Regions from separate parts of the Sus scrofa genome. Here region 1 is linked to region 2. A link is a contact called in public Hi-C data. All regions are on one chromosome and are shown on one strand. The core of a region is the stretch at or near the end of the contact, and the rest is flanking DNA. Distances in the headings are between cores, read along the strand shown. Region 1 overlaps HUNK (hormonally up-regulated neu tumor-associated kinase). Region 2 holds the start of HUNK (hormonally up-regulated neu tumor-associated kinase).

What was found. A called contact is a pair of places that touch in the nucleus more often than the background predicts.
Region 1: a contact with region 2 is called in a Hi-C map of embryonic fibroblasts, with 2.0 times the contacts expected there. The contact joins the enhancer-like site here to the promoter of HUNK in region 2. A contact is called at or near these places in 3 of 47 Hi-C or Micro-C datasets (brain, embryonic fibroblasts and fetal heart ventricle) and 1 of 2 datasets of contacts at active chromatin or transcription factors (skeletal muscle).

Annotation. Positions count from the first base shown.
Region 1 is chr13:195,600,883-195,606,786 of Sscrofa11.1, reverse strand. It overlaps HUNK (hormonally up-regulated neu tumor-associated kinase), which reads right to left. Exons shown (of 12, transcript XM_021070911.1): 4 at 1,500-1,635. Among named protein-coding and RNA genes, the nearest start is that of HUNK, 75 kb to the right of the region's middle. Within about 2 kb of position 1,831, at least 23 of the 83 cell types and tissues checked have an H3K27ac peak or open chromatin away from gene starts, as enhancers often do. A contact at or near this core is called in embryonic fibroblasts and skeletal muscle, where this site is marked.
Region 2 is chr13:195,525,690-195,532,277 of Sscrofa11.1, reverse strand. It overlaps HUNK (hormonally up-regulated neu tumor-associated kinase), which reads right to left and starts at 3,752. Exons shown (of 12, transcript XM_021070911.1): 1 at 1,889-3,752. The coding sequence starts at 3,340.

The DNA.
Region 1 (5,904 bases), core at 582-3,081, 76 kb before region 2:
CCCTCTCTCCTCCCCTCCCTCTCCTTTTTCTCCTTCCCTCCCTCCCTCCTTCCTTCCCCTCCAGCCCGGGCTTCGTGCCAGGTACTGAAATCTCCTTGGAACAAGAGATGGACTCTGCAGAGAGGACACTGGATTAACCCCGGGATGTGGGAATGGACGGGCCATTTGAAGAGCCGGGAACTGGCATGCCAGGCAAAAGCAACAGCAAGTGCTCACCAGCAGGGAGGGACGTGGGGGGGGGGGGGTTGAGCAAAATAGGCGAAGGGGATTAAGAGATACAGACGTCCAGTTATAAAGAAGTCATGGGCAGGTGACGTACAGCATTGGGAATGTGGGCAAGGATGGTGACCGGTGGTGACTAGACTGACTTACTGTGATGATCAGGTCCTAGAACATATACATTGAATATGCTGAATGTATTGAATCATACATACATACGTTGAATCACTGTGTTGCACACCTGAAACTAGTATGATATATCTTTCTAGTTGTACGTCAACCACGCCTCAATAAAAGAAAGAAATAGGGGCTGCAAAGCCCAGAGGTACGGAAGACCAAGTGGAGGCCAGTGGATCCGAAGAACTCGGAGCAGAGGAGGGGGTGGTAGGTGAAGAAGCGGAGGCAGGTGGGCAGGCCCACCAGGAGTGTGGCCAGGCACCCAGGTTGGGTTTTATGCAGACGCTGATGGAAAGCTTTGGGAGATTTTATGTTTTGGTTTGGTTTTTAGGGCTGCACCTGTCGCGTATGGAGGTTCCCAGGCTAGGGGCTGAATCAGAGCTGCACCTGCTGGCCTACATCACAGCCACGGCAATGCCAGATCCGAGCCGTTTCTGTGACCTACACCACAGCTCATGGCAACGCCGGATCCTTCACCCACTGAGCAAGGCCAGGGATCCAACCCGTATCCTCATGGATCCTCTTCGGATTCTTAACCCACTGAGCTACAACAGGAACTCAGCTTTGGGAGATTTTAAACAGGGAAAGGGCACAAGTGACTCATGCAGCCAGGCCTTGATCTCGAGGAGTATAGGCTGTTTCTCTCTCCCCCAGCACCTGAGGGAACTGGAACGAAGGCCTCTCAGGCAGTTGGTGGAGCAAAGACAGAAAGAGGAGTTCCCATCGTGGCTCAGTGGTTAACGAATCTGACTAGGAACCATGAGGTTGCAGGTTCGATCCCTGGCATTGCTCAGTGGGTTAAGGATCCTGCGTTGCTGTGAGCTGTGGCGTAGGCCGGTGGCTACAGCTCAGATTGGACCCCTGGCCTGGGAACCTCCATGTGCCATGGGGGCAGCCCTAGAAAAGGCAAAAAGACAAAAAAAAAAAAAAAAAAGGAAAATACAGAAAGAGCAGAGGTGTAAAGTGGGACCCCAAAGAACCCCTGGATAAAGAGCCCTGAGCCTATAACTGATGCTCATCAAATACTCAAAGGTCATTTCCTAAGACAGGGAGGATGCAGGCAGCAGGAGGGAACATTCACTCTTAGAAGCTCGATAACTCACATGGACCAGACATCGATTTTGGGGCCGTATTTCTTCCTGGCCAGCAGTTCGGGCGCGGCGTACGCGGGGCTGCCACACTGCGTGCTGAACGGGTCTGAGTGGCCCAGGATCCCCGCACAGTTGCTCAAACCAAAGTCTGCAAAGAGGAGAGGACAAAACCGGCTCCGAATTAGAAAACTGTGGAAATGAAGGAGAAGAGGGGGAGGGGAAGGCAGCAGGACAGGAAACACGGTCTCAGGCTCACACATCATTTCGCATCCAAGAGGAAACCCAGCAGCTGCGAACCATAACCTCTGGAAGTGGGTCTCAAGACAAAAGAATGTCAGGCGGTGGTTCCCTTGTGGAACTGGAAACATTTTCTATCAGGCCTCACAGTTGAATCCAGCCAGAGCTGAAAAGTATGCTGAACCGAAACATATTTTCATCAAATCTTGGAAATGAGTCATCCAGGAAAAAAAAACAGCCTTCGCTTTCTAGGATTAAGGCAGGGGGAGAAAACAGGCAGGAGTCCTTGGCGTCAGCCTGCTGGCTTCCAGGTGGCCAAGTGGGGACAAGCCAAAGGAAGATTGATTTTCTCTGGCTGGCGTTGGTGTCACCCCAGGTGACATGCAATCCCACCAGTTAGAGCTGACTTTTCCGACTGTTTTCATTTCAAGCAAGTCTCTTAAAAATGCTCCCAGTGCAAGCAGCAACAGATGGTGATTTGAAGCGGGGGGGCGGGGGGGGGGAAGAAATACACCCACCAGTTTAGACAACGCTGAGTGTTGGCAGGAAAAACTAACGCCAGAAAGATAGCAATGAGAAGGAGACTAAATGACCGCCTAGCACTGCTTTGTTCCTGGCTGATGAAGGCAGCGGGGGAAGAAGAAAGAGCCCGGTGCATCTGAAGCCACGCCGGGTCCATTCTGCCTTTTGTGCTGTGTTTACTTTTGATCTTCCAGATACAGCAACTGACAGGTCATTAGAGAGCTGTTCGTGTTTGGTCTTCATCTGATAACTTTCCTCCATGGCTGTGGATCGCAGAATGAAGAGCCTGGCTCCTCCTTTGAACATCAATGTAAATATTATGGTTCTGGTCCCCTAAACAGAAGACTCAGCCCACGGGGTGCAGTCAGAAAGGGGCTGTGGCTGGGAGATGGGAGAACAAAACCCTTGCGACCTTCTAACGAGAAGGATTTACAGCTAATTTCATTGACTGTGTTTTCTCCTTGACGCTCACCTGTTTCCACCTGCAAAGCCAGGGCTCTTGTGAAAGCTGGAGGAAAGTTCCAGAGAGGAGAAACATGGGGTGGGATAGGGCTGTGAGCCCAAGAAATTGCTCACACACCACAGGTCAGGAGGCACCGCTGAAAATTCTCCCAGCAGTCACTGGGTTAAGCTGTATAATGAGAGAGTGTTTCTAAATAGAAGCCCAGCCAAGGAGAGCTCTGAAAATGCTCTAAGGCCGTGAAGATGACTCAAACTCTTCAGCTTTGGTGTGGAATGAAGCATCAGAACCAAAATCGAGATGGGCAAAGCAACCAGGAAGGCCACGTGTTCACACCTTTTGTCTCTTCTTTTGCTTTGGGTTGTTTGGGATTTTTTTTTTTTTTTTTTTTTTTTTTTTTTGGTCTATTTGAGAGCAGCACCTGCGACATGTGGAGGTTCCCAGGCTAGGGGTCTAAGTGGAGCTACAGCTGCCGGCCTATGCCATAGCCACAGCAATGCCAGATCCGAGCCGCATCTGCGACCTGAACCACAGCTCACCCCACACCACAGCTCACGGCAATGCCAGATCTTTAACTCACTGAGCAAGGCCAGGGATCGAACCCACAACCTCATGGTTCCTAGTCTGATTCCTTTCCGCTGCACCACAAAGGGAACTCCTGTTTGAGTTTTTTTAATATGATTTTTTTTCCTCGCTTAACCACCCTCTTCCTCTCTTCCTCTGCTCGCTACCCTTCCACGCTCACCCTCACAAAGAAGGGAACAAAGACCCCTATTTCCTTTCCCATTGGGCCAGCCTGCACCAGTAGCCCCCACAAAACCTGCCCCAGAAGGGCCGCTTCAGGGACTTCCTGCTGTAGCGCAGTAGGTTAAGAATCCAACAGTAGTGGCTCGGGTGGTCACAGAGGTGTGGGTTCGATCCCTGGCTGGGTACAGTGGTTCCACCTCGGAAGTCTCAGCTGCAACTTGATTCAGTCCCCAGCCTGGGAACTTCCATATGTCACAGGAGTGGCCATAAAATTAATTTTTTTTTTTTTTTTGGTCTTTTTTAGGGCTGCACTGGTGGCATATGGAGGTTTCCAGGCTACGGGTAGAATCGGAGCTGTAGCTGCCAGCCTACACCACGGCCACAGCAACATGGGATCTGAGCCACATCTGCAACCTACACCATAGCTCATGGCAACACAGGATCCTTAACCCACTGAGCGAGGCCAGGGATCGAACCTGTATCCTCGTGGATGCTAGTCAGATTCGTTAACCACTGAGCCATGATGGGAACTCCTAATAATTTTTTTTAAAAGGTCCTTCAGGAGCCACGAGGCTCTCTTGCATTTGTATTTTAGGTGGAGATCTCTGTTCAAAAGGATCTGAGGGCCCCTCTTCTCAGATCCCACCCTGTAGCATCACTGAAGTTGGGGGAGGGGGTGCATAAGTAGAAAAATCTACTATTAGCTTTGAATGCCATGGTCGTGTAATATCCTCAAAGGAAATGTAATGAAACAACCAAGGCATGAAGAGCGCCCACTAGGGGAAGACAGAGACGGCACACCATGGAATAAAGCTTATACTATTTGGGGAGTTCCCATCGTTGCTCAGTGGTTAGCGAATCCGACTAGGAATCATGAGCTTGTGGGTTCGATCCCTGGCCTTGCTCAGTGGGTTAAGGATCTGTCGTTGCCGTGAGCTGTGGTGTAAGTCGCAGATGTGGCTCAGATCCCGAGTTGCTGTGGCTCTGGCGTAGGTGGTCGGCTACAGCTCCGGTTCGATCCCTAGCCTGGGAACCTCCATATGCTGCGGAAGCAGCCCAAGAAATGGCAAAAAAAAAAAAAAAAAAGTTTATACTATTTGGGGCACCATGTTAAGGAAATTTCATCAATAGTCATGTTAGAGGCCCAATCGTCCAAGAGCCCCAAAGCAAGACTTCCTTTCTCATGTCCACCAGGTTCCATTAACTCCATCAGTTTCCTCCCTCAACTCCTGACCTGGGTCTACAAAAACATGCTTGATCTTAAAAGAGGGCAGAGGAGGTGAGATAAGAGCCTTGCTGCCTGGCCAGCCTATGAACTGGCGTCTCACCATCTCTTAAACCCAGTTTCAAGGAGATAAACCAGCAGAGGATCTGTGGAGTGGAGAAGATAAAAATCCACATTTTAAGGGACGTATGTTGACCTAGTGGAAAGGGTTTCATTTAAAACATATTGTAGAGAAATAACGAGTATGTTTTGCATTCATAACTGTAATTATTAAAAGTTGACACATATGCCTATAATTCGAATCGTGAAACTGGGGGGACGGTCACCTCCCCGTGATGTCACACAGGTCTGCCTCAGTTAGATTTGGTAAACACATAAGCCAATTATCACTCCATTTTCCAAAAGCTGCTCGCGATGAATCTCAAAAAACACCCCGACGGAACGCTGTTTTGGAAAACCGAAGTGCAAGATCATTTTAAATCATGGCTCTTACAGTTTAAGATTATACGAAACTAAAAACATCAGACTCTTCTTTTTTTTTTTTTTAAAGGGGGGCAGGAGGGAATCCTGATTAGATCAAATCTTATTCCAGTTAATTCCAGTTAACTTGAAAGATGGCTTACACGGCTTAAGTAAATTTCTTTAAATCAAATTATTTCTAAAGAAAGAGAAACTCTTAAGAGACAATGATAATAGCTATAATTAGCCTTTGAATAAACAACTAGGTAACTCCTTTGAAGAAAAGGTTCAAAGGGCTTTCGAGTTGGAAAAAAACTGGTTGTAGAGACTTGTGATCCAAATTGTTGTAGAGACCATTTGATCCAAATTGCCCAACCCAGGGGCAAGAAAACCCACAAGTCACCGGGTCTTCCTTGCCTCCAGCGCCCTCTCTTCCCTGCTCGGGTGCCTGCCCTGGATGGAAGCCGGAGGAAAGGCAGATTCTGCTAAACAAAATGCAGTTCCCAGGTGCTCTCTGGGATAGCATCTTGTCTCATCTGATTAAGACACACATCAGCACTCTTGAGTTTTAGCTCTTGGGTTTTATTTATTTACTTACTTATATTTATTTATTTTTTTTGTCTTTTTGCCATTTCTTGGGCCGATTCTGCGGCATATGGAGGTTCCCAAGCTAAGGCTCGAATCGGAGCTGTAGCCGCTGGCCTACACCAGAGCCACAGCAACTCAGGATCCAAGCCGCATCTTCGACCTACACCAGCTCACAGCAA
Region 2 (6,588 bases), core at 2,503-5,002:
AGCTCTGAGTGCATTCTAGGGCAGGTCAGCCAAGGCTAACAGCCTGATCTTATGGAGCTGAAATGCATTGGTGAGGAGCCGGAGCCACAGCCCCGCAGCGCTCAGGAAAGTGGACGGCAGCCAGAAGCAACTGAGCAGCAGGGCAGGGGAATCGAGCCGGCTCCTAACCTTGGTCATCACGCCCTCTCTTTTTGCTAAGTTTCAGAAGGAAATATGCACGATCAGACTGAATCCTATACCTTCGAATGAAAATAAAGTTCTATCACTCAGGCCAAGAGGAATTTACACAGGCACTGAGAAGTGAGCACACTGTAATTATCGAGCTGGGGTCCCCGGTCACCCTGGTGCCCAGACTGGATGTGTAAGTTCCCAGCACGGTAAACCCTGGAGGAAAGAGTGCCTGGCTCTTTTTGGACTTAGAATGAGGTCTGGAGGGGTTTTTTTTCCTTCTTCTTCTTTGAAGAGTTACTCCGTTCAGTGAGTTCATCCTGCACACTCCCCTTGTGCGTGGAAATTCAAGCCAAGAGGCACTTTTAGAACTACTCACTCTAACCCCACTTACCCAAAACAAAGGCGCACCACCCCCCCATCCCAGCAGCCGCAGGAACAGAGGACAAGGGACAAGGGCGATGGACTCTAATGCAAGAGGCTGTATGACATGGGACATGATGGGGAATGGCAGAAGGAGACTAAAGCTGGGAGAGGCTGGGACAGGAGGGCAGGGCAGTTCGTCCCCCGGCAGAGCCAGGAGCTCCGAGGCTGCGCGGAGGATCCCACGTCAGGAGGTGGAAGGGAAGGTAGGAAGCCGGGAGCTTTCCTGTCCCTCCCACACTGTTGTCGCCTCCCTGGTGAATGGACCACAAAGGGGGACTAGGACCCCACCTGAGCAAGCTGCAGCCTGGAGGGAGCCTCAAGTCTGAAGCCATCACGAGCCTGGGGCAGCCTCCCAGCTTGAGTTTTGCCTTCAAAGTCATCACACTTGGGGTTTCTTCTCACAGATCTAAGTTGCAGCTTAGGTCTACCTGGGTCTTGCCTGGCAAGGGTGGCTTCACAACCCCTAACTTTTCCCAAGGATGGAGAGAGTGCCCCTCCAAGTGGCTGGGAGGGTCCTCCTTTGCTTCCCCCTCTTCCAAAAAGATAAGAAGGGGTCTCCCAACCTCTGAAGTCAGGGGGTATCAGTGCGTAGTCCTGTGTCTGCCAGAGCAAGATTCTTTCTGTAGCTCCCACCCCAGCGGCTGGAGCGAGGACGGGGGAGGGGGCGGAATGGCTGGGATGGAGGGGTGGGAAGGGTGGGTAGAGGGTGGGCGTGTGAAAACCCTCCTCCGAGCAGGAAAAACCTCCCCTAGCTGTCCCCACCACACACACGGGTGGGAATGCCTCTGGGGCCTTCCCCCACCCCCTCCCCAGAGCCCAGGAGGGGGATCCGACTCTAAGTTCCCCCAAGAGCTGGCTAATCAGCTCCCCGACCCTCATCATAAGGGGTCCACGCACTCCAGCCCTGGTTTCAGCCTTTCCACTGATCCAAGCCCCTACCTGCCCCAAAAGCAGGGTCCCCCACCCCCACCTCCACCCCCCCGCGCCGGTGTCCGCCAGGCGGCGCCCTTCCAGGAGCAAAAAGGCTGCAGGCAGATCGCGAGTAAAGCAGCGGCCCCCTCGGGAAAAGTGACCCCAGATCGCCCCTCGGGAAAGGCCGGTAAGCCGGCTGCGAGGGCCTGCGCGTGCATTTGGTTCGACCCCTCTTTCAACCCCAGAGGAAAGGCAGGCAAAAGGGGAGGCGCCCGGCCGGGGCTCCGCCACCGGACTCGCCGCGCAGTGCTCTCGGCAGGGTCCCCCTTCCCGCCCCGACCCCCCAACCCAAGGGTCAGAGATCGGCGTCCGGGCGGCTCACCTTCTCTCCGGTCAGCACGTGCAGCCCCTCGCGCACCTTGGCGAAGGAGCCCTCGCCCAGCTTCCTGCTGCCGATGAGGTAGTTGCCCACGCGCTTGTGGTGCTGGAAGTCGCGGAGCCGCTCGCGGGGCACGCCGCTCACCCAGGCCGGCAGGAAACTTCCCTCGCAGGCCGCCGCCGGCCTGGCCGCGTCCTCCGCGCCACCGCCGCCCCCTGGCGCCGCCGGCTCTCCCAGGAGCCCGTCCCCCGCCGCCGCCGGCATCGCGCTCGCCCGCGGCCCGCGCCGCTTCGGCTCGTCTCCCGCGCTCGCGGCTCCTCCTCCTCCTGGTCCGGCTGCCCCGGCTCCTCCCGCCGCCGCCCTGGGCCCAGCCCCGCCCGGTCCGCGGCTCCCGCGCCCCCGACCGCCGCCGAGCGCCGCACGCAGACAATAGCGGCCGCCGGGGCCGCGGGGTACACGGGGCCCGCCCCCAAGAAGTTCTTCTTCCGAGGGTCGCCCGGGCCCCTTTCGGGAGCCGGAGTCCCGTCCGGGCGGCTGGTGACTGTCGCCCGGCTCGGGTGAGCAGGGAGCGCGCGGGCCGGGGAGGGGAGGCGGGGGGCGCGGTCCGATGCCCGGTCCGGGAGCCGGGATGCCTGGTCCCGGAGCCCGGGCGCCTTGGCAGCCTCCGCCCTCGCCGCTGCCGCCGGTCGGCCCGCACGGGCTCGGGTCCGGCTCGCTGGCTCCTAGCTGCGCGCCGGGCAGCCGCTCCCGCCCGAGAGCAGCGCGCGGCGGGCTGCAGGCGCCCTCTGGAAGGCAGCGGAAGAAAGCCCCATTCAGTTTGAATTTGCAGAAATTTAATCCGGTCGCGGGCGGCGGGAACAGATGCGAGCTCCACTCCGCAGCCTGTGCACTTTCAAATCCCTCGTAGCCCCTCCCTCCCCGCGCGCAACAGCCAAACTCGACCCTCGCCGGAGAGGGGAGGGCCCTGGGAGCGGGAGCGGCGGAGTGGGCGGCGGAGCCACCTGAGCGCCAGACAGGGGGACCCCGCGCGGCCTCGGAGGCGCGCGCTCCCGGGCCGCCCAAGTCGGGCCGCCTCCAGCTGCGCCTCTCGCCGGGATTCTGGGCTCGGGCTTTCTGGACCTTTCCGCGAAGAGATCCCCCACCCCCGAGCCGCACCCTCCTGGGGCAGGAGGAAGGGAGGGAGGCGCTCTCGAACTGGGTGGACTGTGGGTTAGGTGCCCGGTGTCCAGTCCCGGGCCTGGCACACAGTAGGGCCCTGTGGAGCCTGGATGGAGAGCTAGATGGATGGTTGGAAGGAAGGATGGAGAGGTGGCGGGGCGTCTGCCCGGGCTCACACCAGACAGGAACGCTGTGTTGGAGGAGGAGCAGCCGTAACAATAATAGTAGCAGCAACAACACAGCCACCAGGGCGTTTGCTGCCTCTGCTTGTACGTTTACACCTTCTCTGCTTCCCATTGAAATGATGCTGGCGATTGCAGGATGAGGTGGACCAGCGCTCCCTGCTCCTGGCGGCTTTTGTTCTGTGTGCGCCTTGACTCTGCTTATTCCCGGTAAACAAGTGTAGCTGCCCTGCCGACTCCGATCTTCTTCTCCAGGATCCCCAACGTCTTCTCAAACCAAAAATGAGGAATAGTGTTGCGGGAGCCGGGGGAGCTAGGTAGGGGGAGGCATTTACAAAATGCAACCTGTTGAGCAGCCAGATAAAAGGCGCCAGCGTTTAATGCATGGTTTACCCCTGATATTACAACATCCGAGTTGAAAGGGAGGATTCGGTCCTAACCAACTTCCTTTCCTTACTGATTCCTTGGTAAACAATTAGGGCATGATGCAAGTCAATGCTCTGAAATCGGGGCGGAGCGGGGCGGGATGGGGGGGGCTGCCTTCATTAATCCAGTGTCTTGGGGGCTTTCTGACCCATTAGAACAGTGACCCAGAGAAACGCCTCTTTCAGGTAGATCTGATTTAAAGATGCTGTGATCACCTACTGGCGCGTTATGACTGGGCTCGTTTTCAAGTCTTCTCATTGTTCCCTTTTTCAAATATTAAAAATACACTTTCAACTGTTTTCCTCGCCGTGTTTAAGGGACTTCTTCGCACCCACCCCACCCCCATAATTTCTGCAAGGCCGATCTCATCGCTGTAACGTCGTCAATTCAATCATCAAATTTTAGGACAATAACATGGGAGGAGAAGCGGGCTGTGTGACTGGCATAGTGCCTGCAGAGTGAATGTTCAAAGAACGCCTCATGGATAAGGAATATAGAGCTCACTTTGGGATCAAAACCGTGCTGAATCCTCTTTCAGAAAAGGTTGTAGAGTCTCTTCCATGTGTATGTATTAGTTGAGAATGAATTTATTTAATTTTTAGGATAATTAGCTTTGTATGAACATTTAGAAATTACTTTATAATAGAGTCAGGCAGATGCCAGAGATAGTTCATCAGAGTCTCTCTGTGGCCTTAAAAAAGAAAAGTTAGCTGATCCAGATACAAAAATGGTGGAAGACATTTACAATGAAATAGAGATTTTCTTTCCTTTTAATTATCCTCTCGGGGTAGAGGTCAGGAAAGGGGTGAAGAAGAGAGAAAATCCAGGCCCATTCATTCTTTTCCAAGCCTGATGCCTGGGCTTCATTCAAGTTCACTGCTAATTCTGTCATCTGGGATGGATCCAAAGAGAAGTCCGAATTGCATCCTGCCTGGGCTTAGTAACTGGTTTTGGAACTACAGGTCCTGTTCTCTGAAATGGCCTTGTTTAATAAGGAATAACCCAGCACATTCCTTTCTGGACGACAGATTAGGACACAAAACAATGCATTGCCCTCTTATGTGATAGACGGGCAGAAAACAACTGGTTGAAAGGCAGTAATCCAGCATTGAAGAGTCTTTACTAATTATCGCCGACTAAATTTCTTACCCTCCTGGAGCATCTCCCTGAGCGCTCCATTTCAGCTCTCTTCATCCGGGATGTGACTTCCTTACCTCTGCACCTCTGCCTGTACCACACCCACACCCACACCCACACCCACACCCAATCTGCTGCCTTTGACCCATTTCTACCCAGCAAAGCTGATCCCTCGCTTCCCCATGAAGCCCAGTCAATGAATTGGAAGAGGCTATTCACCCTCTCTTATTACACATCACTCACGCTCCTTAAGTCCTGTATTACTTCCTGTGAATGTCTTTCTTTTCTTTTAGACTCACTGAGTTGGGAGCTGCCTTATTTTATATTCTCTTTGCCCTGGGGCACCTAGCACAGTGGCTGAGACATGGTCATCATTCAATAGATACTTGTTGAGCAAATGAATGAAAAGTATCATTCCCTGATTCTCCAGTGAATGGAGTTTCATTGCTCCGGACAGCAAGAATCCGCTCTGCCCTGGGGGAAGACATTTCTTTTTTTTGGTCTTATTTTTCTTTTTTTTTTTTGCCATTTCTTGGGCCACTCTCACGACATATGGAGGTTCCCAGGCTAAGGGTCGAATCAGAGCTGTAGCCACCAACCTACACCAGAGCCACAGCAACGTGGGATCTGAGCCGCATCTGCAACCTACACCACAGCTCACGGCAACGCCGGATCCTTAACCCACTGAGCAAGGCCAGGGATCGAACCCACAACCTCATGGTTCCTAGTCGGTTTCGTCAACCACTGAGCCACAACGGGAACTCCACGGAGGAAGACATTTCTATTCACTTTCTAAAAGCGTTTGCCATTATATTGTTGGTGGCCAAGGGAGGTCAACAAATTGTCCGAGATGGGCCATTCTCTACCTTGGATGAGTTAACCCTTTAAAAAAAACGTTACCAACACAGTGGGCTGGGAAGCCGTGAAAAGCTTTCTCGGTTGACTTGGACCAGCTGCTTCCTTCCTCCCCGTCTCCTTCCCCATCTCCTCCTTCCATATGGCTGGGAGACGGTCTATGTGCTCCCACAGAACGCCAGCTAGGAGACCCAGCTGGAAGCAGTCAAAGACAATTAGAAGTAATCAGGCTGGCACGGCTAGGAAATGAAAGTTGGCTAGAGGGGGTTAGGCTGGCAGAAGCGGGCTGGTGACTGGAGAAGGAACAGATAGCAAAGCACGGACAGCAGGCATGAATCAACTCTGCCTGGAAGACATCCTGTGAATCCTATGCGTTCATTTCCCCAAGCAAAACTTCCAGTAAATCCCAGGGGCAGGACTTGAACTCGTGTCCCCTGAGTTCACGTCCACTGATATCTTTTCACAGCTCCCAGCTGTTGAAGGGGCGCGATGCAAAGGCGAAGGAAGACAAAGTCCCTCAGTCGGTCACAGACCGGGGTGCAGAGGCAGCCTCGCCGGGCTTTGGAGAGCAAGCAGCCTGCAGCACCCGGCGGTGTTCATTCCTCCCTAAAAATGAATGGTGACTCGTCACCTCTCTGCCTCGGTCTCCTCCATCTGTAAAATGGGGGTAGTAAGGAAGTGTGAGGATTAAATGAGCTTATGAGCATAAAGCATTCAGCGCAGTACCGGCATTTATAAGCACGTGGTGAATGTTCCCTCTCCTTCCATCATACTGTCATCATCCAGACCTCAGGAGAAGTCACTCAAGAATGCCCTAGAGGAGTTCCCCTCGTGGCTCAGTGGAAGTGACTCCGACTAGTATCCATAAGGACGCAGATTCGATCCCTGGCCTCGCTCAGTGGGTCGGGGATCTGGCGTTGCTATGAGCTGTGATGTAGGCTGCAG